Linked DNA regions of Drosophila melanogaster: region 1 is linked to region 2. A link is a contact called in public HiChIP or PLAC-seq data. All regions are on one chromosome and are shown on one strand. The core of a region is the stretch at or near the end of the contact, and the rest is flanking DNA. Distances in the headings are between cores, read along the strand shown.

Region 1 (4,137 bases), core at 460-2,959, 94 kb after region 2:
CTACTTTTTATGTTTATTATTATTTCATTCCAATTAAATCTTGCGGCCGCAGCTCCTCGGCGCCGTCCACAGTTATTATTTTTGTTTATTTTATTGTTGTTCTGGATCCGGATACGAATCCATGGACTCATCGTCGAGGGAGCTGAAGAGCTGAACAGCTGGAGAATTGAGGAGCTGATGAGCTACCCCGAATCCTCAGAGTTTCCCGAACTGTGGGCTGCGGAGGAAAATCGGTCCTACTCCTCTTCCTACTCCTGCTGCTCTTGGCAACTTTTGGTTTATTGTTATGGCCGCGCTCCGCCTTTTGTTATTCCCCTTATTTATTCATGTTTGTTGCTTTTATCGTGGCTGCTCGCATTAAATTTGATGATTCTTGGGAAAAACTCGGCCTCAAATAAATAAATAAGTAAATTGCCAAATGCAGAAGATTCGCACATCTCCAAAGTCGACACATCAAAGCTGATTTTATGATTATTCAAGATTTTCATTTATTTATTACCAAAGCCTGGCCTTAAATAAATTCAAAATTATGTTTTAGAATGAGTTTCAGTTTTTCGTGAATGTGGAAGCAAAAAACTAATTTTTTCCTTCATATACAATTATAACTGCTGACAAGTATCTGACTCGAAATCCTAAATACTTCAAACTCCCTGATTTCTTGCCTTTCCACACTCTTCTTTCCTGCTTCCTCGTAATATATTATTTTCGTTTAATTATTTATAGCAAGCGCAGCTGTTGGCAGCCAAAAAAATAAAACAGCAGGCAAGCTGGGCACTTTATTTATTTATTATTTCTGTATTTATTTATTTAATTCAGTCTCGAGGTTTTGTATCCTTAAAGTGGGCCCGCCCGCACACAAAAACGAACACAAATACACGTTGAGAAACGGGGGGGCGGTGTGCGGGCGCTCGGACACATTTATATATTGCATATTGTATTTATTTATTAACGCTTATTTATTATTTATGCAGCAAGTAATAAATTACAGTCTGGATTTTCTCGTGTTTCGCTCGGCTTTCGCTGTGTGCAAAATGTTTACAAACTGTTTTTGGCGCGTGCCACCCACTCGGAAAAGCGGGAGCTGTGGAAAGGCAGGAGCTGTAGGAAAAGTTGCTCCTTCGAGTGGGTTTTCTTCTTAATTTTCCTGGGCGCCCAAAAACGACCAAGCAACATTGCTTTTTACGACCTTTTCGCTGGGTGGCTTGTGTTATAAATTAATAAATTACAATTTCTTTGGTAGCGCCAAGGAAAATGCGCGGAAAATGTGCGAGGGGGTCTGGCGGGGATGGCATTTCCACTGGATAACTTATGTAGAATAGTACATGGTCGAGGTATAAAATCGATTTTCATTGCAGCCCAGTCATTTGTCATAAATAAAGCACCATAATTAATATAATAATCAACGCACACATACATTTTTCGTCTGGTATTCACTCGATGGGTTCACTTTTAGTTCACTTTCTTGTTTTATTAAATATTAACAGAATACTTGTGTTTATGTTCTGTTTGTTTTGTTCACTGCATGCAACACATGCTGTTCTGCTTGTCGTTGTTGCACGTCACTTGTTGTTGCTTTTGCTTTGCTGTCTTTGCTGCCGCTTCTGTCGTTGTTGTTGTTGTTGTGGGTATTATTGTTGTTGTTGCTGGCTTTCAGTGGCCGTAAAAACAAACGCTGCACTCCACTCACGCCGAAAGTCAGATACGAACTGAATCTCACAGATAAACGAACTGAATTTCAAAAAATTGAATGAAACTCGACGCCGCGCTGCCGACGTCAGCTGCGCTGCCCGCTCTCTCGCGGCGAATGAGAGCGCCGGCGTGGTGTTTTCCGGTTTTTGCGGCGAATTGGGAAATCGACAGAGCGGCGGTTTAAGAGCGAAAGTAAGTGTGCTCTTTGCTTTCTTTGTTTTGAATTTTCAGAGATCTTGCTTGAAAAAAAATTGAAAATTTCGAAATTTTTAGAAATGTTAGAAATTATAATTAAAATGAAATCGTGATTGTATAAGAGGAGAACATATTTTATTAATCTGGAATGCAATTGTTTTGTTATTTTTTTATACATTTTAGTACAGATTAATAGTTTTTTATTCGAATCATATTTCTCATCATAAAAAACATACATTTCACTACGATTTTTATATAATTGTCTAAGACCCAACGTTTCTTTTTTTTTTCGTTGTCACATAAATTTGCGAAAGTAGTTTTTACTATATCAACATACTTCATTTACAATTAAAAACGAATCATATTTATTATAATTAGTTTGAATACTTATTGAAATAAGTTCTCTTATTTATATAAATGCCATGCTTACCAATAAATCGCAAAAATCTTAACAAATCGCCAAAGCAGCATGCTAAGGTCGCGAAAAAATTGCAGCCTACACCTGCAACTTGAAGAGAATAGCAACAGCAACTTGCAACCTAGCTGCAGCAGCAACAACAACAGCAACAGCAGGGGCAAGAAAGAGAAACTGGCCAATGTCCAGTAAGAAAGTGTTTCAAAATAGTTGCCAACCCTCTTTCTTCTTCTTCTGCATCATCCTTAACCTCCTTGTTGTTGCTTTTGCTGCTTAGGCACAGAAACTATGGCAAAAAAGAGCAGAGAAAAAGTGGCGACAGCAACACACTCACAACTTGGCCACGCCCCTAAAAGTGCCGTAAGAGGGCGCGAGTGCGAGTGGGACAGCAAGCTGCTTGCTCCTACACACGCACACACAAGCCAGCATGAAGAAGGGGAGCAGAGCAACAACAAAAAAACGGCTGAAAGACGAGCGAAAACAAACGAAAAGCTTCGGCTGCACTCTCTTCTCTGCTTCCTCTTCCCCATGCTGCCCCGCGAAAACGAAAACTTGGAGGTGGCAACCGAAAAGAGCAAAAAAGAAAAGAGTACGAGGAAAAGCTGAAAGAAAAGGAGGCAAAGACGCAGCAAGTGCAGCTAGTGACGTCACGCGGTAGGCGGCGCCTATGGAAACGCATTTTTAATAGGAGTTGTTGTTGCTGCTATTGCAGCATCTATAGGCCGTTGTTATTGTTTTTTGCGCAGCCAATAACAACAACTAAAATAAATCCCCCTTTGTTTTGCGTTTGCCTGTGTGTGCGTGTGCCCGTGTGCGCTGTATTTGTGTGTGCTATTTTGTATATTTTGCATATTTTATTCCATTTGCCCTCTCTCTTTTTGACCTTTTTGGCATTCGGGCGCCTCCACGAGCCTCTGCGAACTTCGTGCTCGACGCCGATTGGCCCGACCACTCGAAATATATCTATATATATATATATAAATATATACGTGTGTGCGTCTGTGGGGGCCAAATACTTTTATATATAGATATCTGCATATATAAATCGGGGGTGCACACATGGGCTAAAAAACGCGTGGCAATTCGCAAATTATTTTTTGCGGCCTTCGTTTGGCGAATCGGCGGCAAGGTGCTTGGATTCTCCCCACTCTTTGAGGGTTCCCCTTTTTTTCTCGGGGCCTTGACATCTTAGGGGGGAATCCTTTTCTCGAAAATCCTACGCCTTTTTCTCTGATTAATACTGTCACCTGTCACCAGAATGTTTCAATGCTTATGTAGAAAGGAGAAAAGGAAGAATGTATTACTAAGGAGTCTTATTTATAGGATTGCATATTATGTGTAGTAGTTTTCTACATGTGTAACATGAAAAGATTTTTCAAATATGTTTAAACTATTAATATCGATCTAATTTTTTGAGTCTCAAGGCCGCAATAAAAACTTAAATAATTTATGCAGATCAAATTTAGTACCTGCGTAGGTAGCAGTGTGTTGATCAATAAAAACTTCATTTTATTGTTGATAAAAATTAGATAGAATTTGTTTTAGAATACGATTCGATGATGGATAAAAATAAAAATTTAAAATTTTCGAAGTTTCTCAATAAAAAATCTCGACAAATTTCTGTGTTTGAGAAGTCGAACTAAAAGAAGCAAGCATAATTCGCGATCGTGTCTTAAATAATAAACAATTTCAGAGGAGTATTTTTAAAAACTTAGCTTAGCATACACCTTTGCCTACCTATTTCTCCTTTCTCGATTTTTTTACTATTTTTTTGGTCAGCTAGCGAATTGGAAAAAGGGAAACGCGGCGGCTCTTTCGAGGCGGAAATGAAGGCCCTT
Region 2 (4,428 bases), core at 1,614-4,113:
GTGTGTGCATTAGGTGCATGTGCAACTCGAGGCTTTTGGCAAAAGGCGCAGGAGAAGAGAAGAGAAGCTATGGAGTATCCAGGACCCGGCAATGCCTGTTGGCCATGTTCAAATAGCCTACGCTGAGGGGGTGTGCGTGTGAGGGCAGATGGCCAACACACACACACACACACAACTGCAGCCCACACACACACACTTGCAGATACAGAAGTTGCCAATAACAGGCGCAACGTTTTGTGTTCGTTCGGCTTTTTTCCTTTTGACCAGACTGGAGGAGCAGCACCCACATCACCCACTTTCCATCGGCTTTTTCCAACTTCTCGCACTAGCCAGACGCATTCATTTGTAAAGCTAAATCACATGGCCAGTGGAATGGGTTCGGGTGGCCAAAGGGCTGCAAGGTGGGGAATGTGGGTGCAGGAGGTAGGTTCGTGTCGGAGGCTTTTACTACGCACCTTTTGCTAACGTGTTAATGAAACGCATTCCAGGGCCGTAAAACATGCAGCGCTCTTCCCGCTCAACTTTCCCGACTTAAAGGTGGTGCAGCGATGCAGAAGATCTCCAAACAAAACAAAAGACCCACAATGCACAGGCATTATTTTAGATAATAAACTTATATCGAGATATTTCATTAAAAACGACATTGAATAGTTCGATCGGAAGTAGCCCAGACTTAGTCCAAGATCAGCTCGTCCTATTTCGAATAAGACGTCTGCGAAGGCGGAAAGAATGTCCATTTCCCCGTTGGAAAATTCTATTATTGGCTTATACTCTTTGTCGTTCGTTGAGAGCAGGATATACAGGATGTATGCCATCCGCCGGCATATAATTTCATTAGTATTTTTCTAAACCTGACCAGCAAAGTGCGCTCTTTTTCGAGCCGTTCTTGACCGGGCTGAATCCATATTTTTTCTTGGCCTACACAGAATGTCAGTTATTGCCCCTCCATGCATCAATGTGTGGGTGTGTATCTGTGTGCCGAGCCGGAGTGCTGAACATTCCAGCAAGTTGCTACGAGGCAATGGCAAAAACGCGGCATAGAAATCGAATTAGATTTTTCCGATTGAATTTTCTACATTTTTAATTGCTTTCGACATTTCAACTTGTCGACGAGCCGGCAGAGCAACGAGCCCCGCCACCCCAAAATAACTAACCCCCCCATATCTAACAATTCCTGGCGAATCTATGACGTGGCCTGACATTTATGGGCTTTTAAGGCCTTGACGTTTGGGGGGCGGCGAATATGAAATGCAAGTAACTAAATCAAATATGTGCGCTCCGTCTAATTTGCTTTAGTTCAGTTGCATTTTTCCAGCTGCATATTCGATGGCAACTGTATTTGCTCGTAATAGTAAGGGAAAGTCAATTACAACGATAAAGTATTTACCATTAAAGGGGAAATTGGCGAAACCAAATGGGGGTTCTTTCTAAGAAAATTAATGGGCATTAAATTAGTGTAATATTTGCGAGACCTATCGTTGCAGAATCGGATTCGCATGTCTTCTGCTGCAAGTCCAGTTTTCATATTCATATGAATATTTCGATTTCGATTAGAGTGCATGCCTGTTTCCATTCGCCACCGTCTGACGGATCTGCTGGCGAATTATTCGCATTATTTCCCCATCTTTGCACCTTCTAGGAGCTGCACTCTTAATTTCCCATCAGCGTCGCGATGCCAACTTCAAACGCTGCCACAGCTCGTGGCACATCTAATTGATGACGAGGTGCAGCATCGCATCCCCTGCTCGTATCTAAATCGCTCTGTAGCTACGTACGCGTATCTGTATCTGTTTCTGGCGGGAATAAATCGAGTGCCAGATGAGTTGCGATGTATGCCAAAAAGGGTTTCCCGCGCATTAAAAATGTATTAAACGTAAAGTAAATAAATAATTGAATCGCACCGCGAGAAGGAAGTGCAGCTGGCGGAATCGAAAGATATTTATCTAAAAATAATAAAGATGCCGTGGCTGTCTGGCGGATTTGTGTGGCATAGGATAGGGCCTAGTAGGGCCACTCCCTAAGCCAGCTGCCTTAATTTGTAAATCATTTCGGAGGCGCACGGATCGGGCAGAGTTATTTTTTAATATCAAAATCAACTTATAAATACTTTTGGCTGTTGGCCGCGCGCTCTGCATCTTCCGCATTTGTTTGTAATTTACTTTAATGCTTTACTTAATTGCATCTAGATGCATTTTATAAATTACAACACATGGTCTTTGCTGCGCAATCCACAATCCACACACTAGATCCCATGGCCTCTGGAGTTGAACATCAAATTGACGCCGCCGCCGCCGCCGCCGAGCACTTATGATTTTTATTAAATTTTATGTTTTCTAATGACTCACTGGGAGGAAAGCAGCGGAGGGGCAGCAAATGAAGCGGATAAAGCTGACTTGGAAAAATTCAATTAAATATTACAACAATTTCTCTTGATGCCGCTGCCCCCATAACCCCGCCCCCTTTTCGGCTCTTCGATGTAGTTTTTATGGCCCGGCTCGTCTGCATTTCCCGACATTAATTACGCCAAATGTATCTCTGGCTGTGTAGCTCTAGCTGTATCTGTATCTGTATATCTTTGTATCGCTATATCTTTGCATCGCGCAACATGCTGCATAATATTAATTTTCGTTGTACATTATTTCTAAGAAAGCAGCGGAGGCAACGGCAACATCATATAATAATAACCATAATGAATCCAGATACAGATACATATACATATACATATACAGAAACAGAAATGAAGCAAATAAATGAGCAAAGAACAGGCTTTCCTTTCCGTCTATTGCTCTTTTTTCTTGAGTACGAGTTTGTTTTTCTTTCTCCGCGCTTTTGTGGGGGTCTTTTGTTATTTTCGTATCTTTCAGATACTTGTGCCGCAGCTCCTACAACAAAAACAATTAGCCTACTTTAGTTTGTTGTCTTACAAGTGGAAATAAAATTAAATAAGAAGCGCAGCACTTAGTTAAATGCAGCGAGGTATCTCCATTCGTACTTTCGTGAGCGAGCCAGCTGTTTAGAATCTTAGCGATGGTAAATTATTACGTTTCAACTATTATTTTGTTGAAAATATTTTGCAAAAGGGGAAATAATTATATATATAAATAATATACAATATGTATATATATATATATATCTGTCACGCGCTCATCTCTAATCAGCATTTGTTAAGTGTTTCCCGGGAGTATGGAATATGCAATACAATAACGACAACAACAGTTAGAGGCTCACGAATTTAATTACAGCGTTTTTAGTTTTTTGTTCTGTGTTCTGGTTTTGTTGCGTTCCTTGCGCCGCCTGTCATCGCGTATCTTTGTATCTGATGGGTGCGCATTTGCTTCTGCCGTTCGTCTGGAGTTGTTTTTAGTTATTATTGTTATTATTTCTCCGTTTCTACGAACGTGTTCCGTTCAGATATTGAAATTTATCGCCGCTATTTTGTTTGAAATAATTGTCTAGCGACTGGCTGACTTGCTGACTTGCACAGTTCGATAAATGTACTTCCACGAATATGTATCTGTATCTGTGTCTTTAGCTGTTTCTGTTTCTGTCCCCCGTATCTGTAAATGTATCTGTATCTGTATTCGTATCTGCTGAGTCGGCACAGCAACAGCGACATACATCCACGTACCGCTCTCGTATGTATTATTTTCTATATCTTTGGCCAGGCATCTTATTATAATTTTAATTACAAGCTGTTATGGGGCCATGTTAATTGCTTCCGTTTACGAAATTGTATCGCAGTTCGGCCCGAATGGATATGGATTGCGAATACGCCGACCAATTAGAGGCGATCGGGCATAGGGCTCCACCACCTGTGTCCACCTGCAATTAGCCCAAAAGCTAAGCTGTCAGCCAGTCTTCTCGGCCAGCTGATGAGATGCACTGTGCTTTCTCGGCCATTTGCTGCAGCTCACATAAAAATCAGCAACAAACTTGCTCTGGCCCCATAAAAGATTGCAAACAAAAACAGAACAACAGAATGGCATGGAATAAAATTTATATGAATAACAAAAAGCAGCTAAAGCAAGCAGCAACAACAATAGTTTACTGCCCCGGCTCAGCGGTACACTGTGCAAAACGTTGTACTCCTCCTCATAATAATATGAGTATATAGAGTATATAATATACTATATATCTCCATTGATAATTTCGATCATTTTCACCTTTTAACTAATTTATGCCCAATATAGTTGCATTTCTCTGAGTGTGCAGTAAGTGCCCCAGAATGCGAATGCATCTCGGGTTCATCGGCGGGTCGAGTTTGTTGCAACAACCGAAGAACGAAGAAGTTGCAGCGTGCGTTCGGCATTAAAATTGTGTTTATGCGTGTTCGGTAATTTTATAAAAGTTAAATTAGTTTTAAGACCATAAATTCAGCTCACTCTCTCTCTCTCGCTCTTTCTCTTTGCCATTTTAACTTTTATTACT

The links. HiChIP or PLAC-seq counts read pairs in DNA pulled down with a chosen protein or histone mark.
Region 1: a contact with region 2 is called in an H3K27ac HiChIP or PLAC-seq map of the Kc167 cell line, with 6 times the contacts expected there. The contact joins the promoter of bab2 here to the enhancer-like site in region 2. A contact is called at or near these places in 1 of 1 datasets of contacts at CTCF or cohesin (the Kc167 cell line), 46 of 107 Hi-C or Micro-C datasets (the Kc167 cell line, the ML-DmBG3-c2 cell line, the OSC cell line and 18 more) and 6 of 6 datasets of contacts at active chromatin or transcription factors (the Kc167 cell line and the S2 cell line).

The regions. Positions count from the first base shown.
Region 1 is chr3L:1,175,567-1,179,703 of dm6, forward strand. It overlaps bab2 (bric a brac 2), which reads right to left and starts at 1,710. Exons shown (of 5, transcript NM_079155.3): 1 at 1,415-1,710.
Region 2 is chr3L:1,080,423-1,084,850 of dm6, forward strand. All of the region lies in intron 1 of bab1 (bric a brac 1), which reads right to left. Among named protein-coding and RNA genes, the nearest start is that of bab1, 18 kb to the right of the region's middle. Within about 2 kb of position 2,864, at least 23 of the 39 cell types and tissues checked have an H3K27ac peak or open chromatin away from gene starts, as enhancers often do. A contact at or near this core is called in the Kc167 cell line, the OSC cell line, the S2 cell line and 8 more, where this site is marked.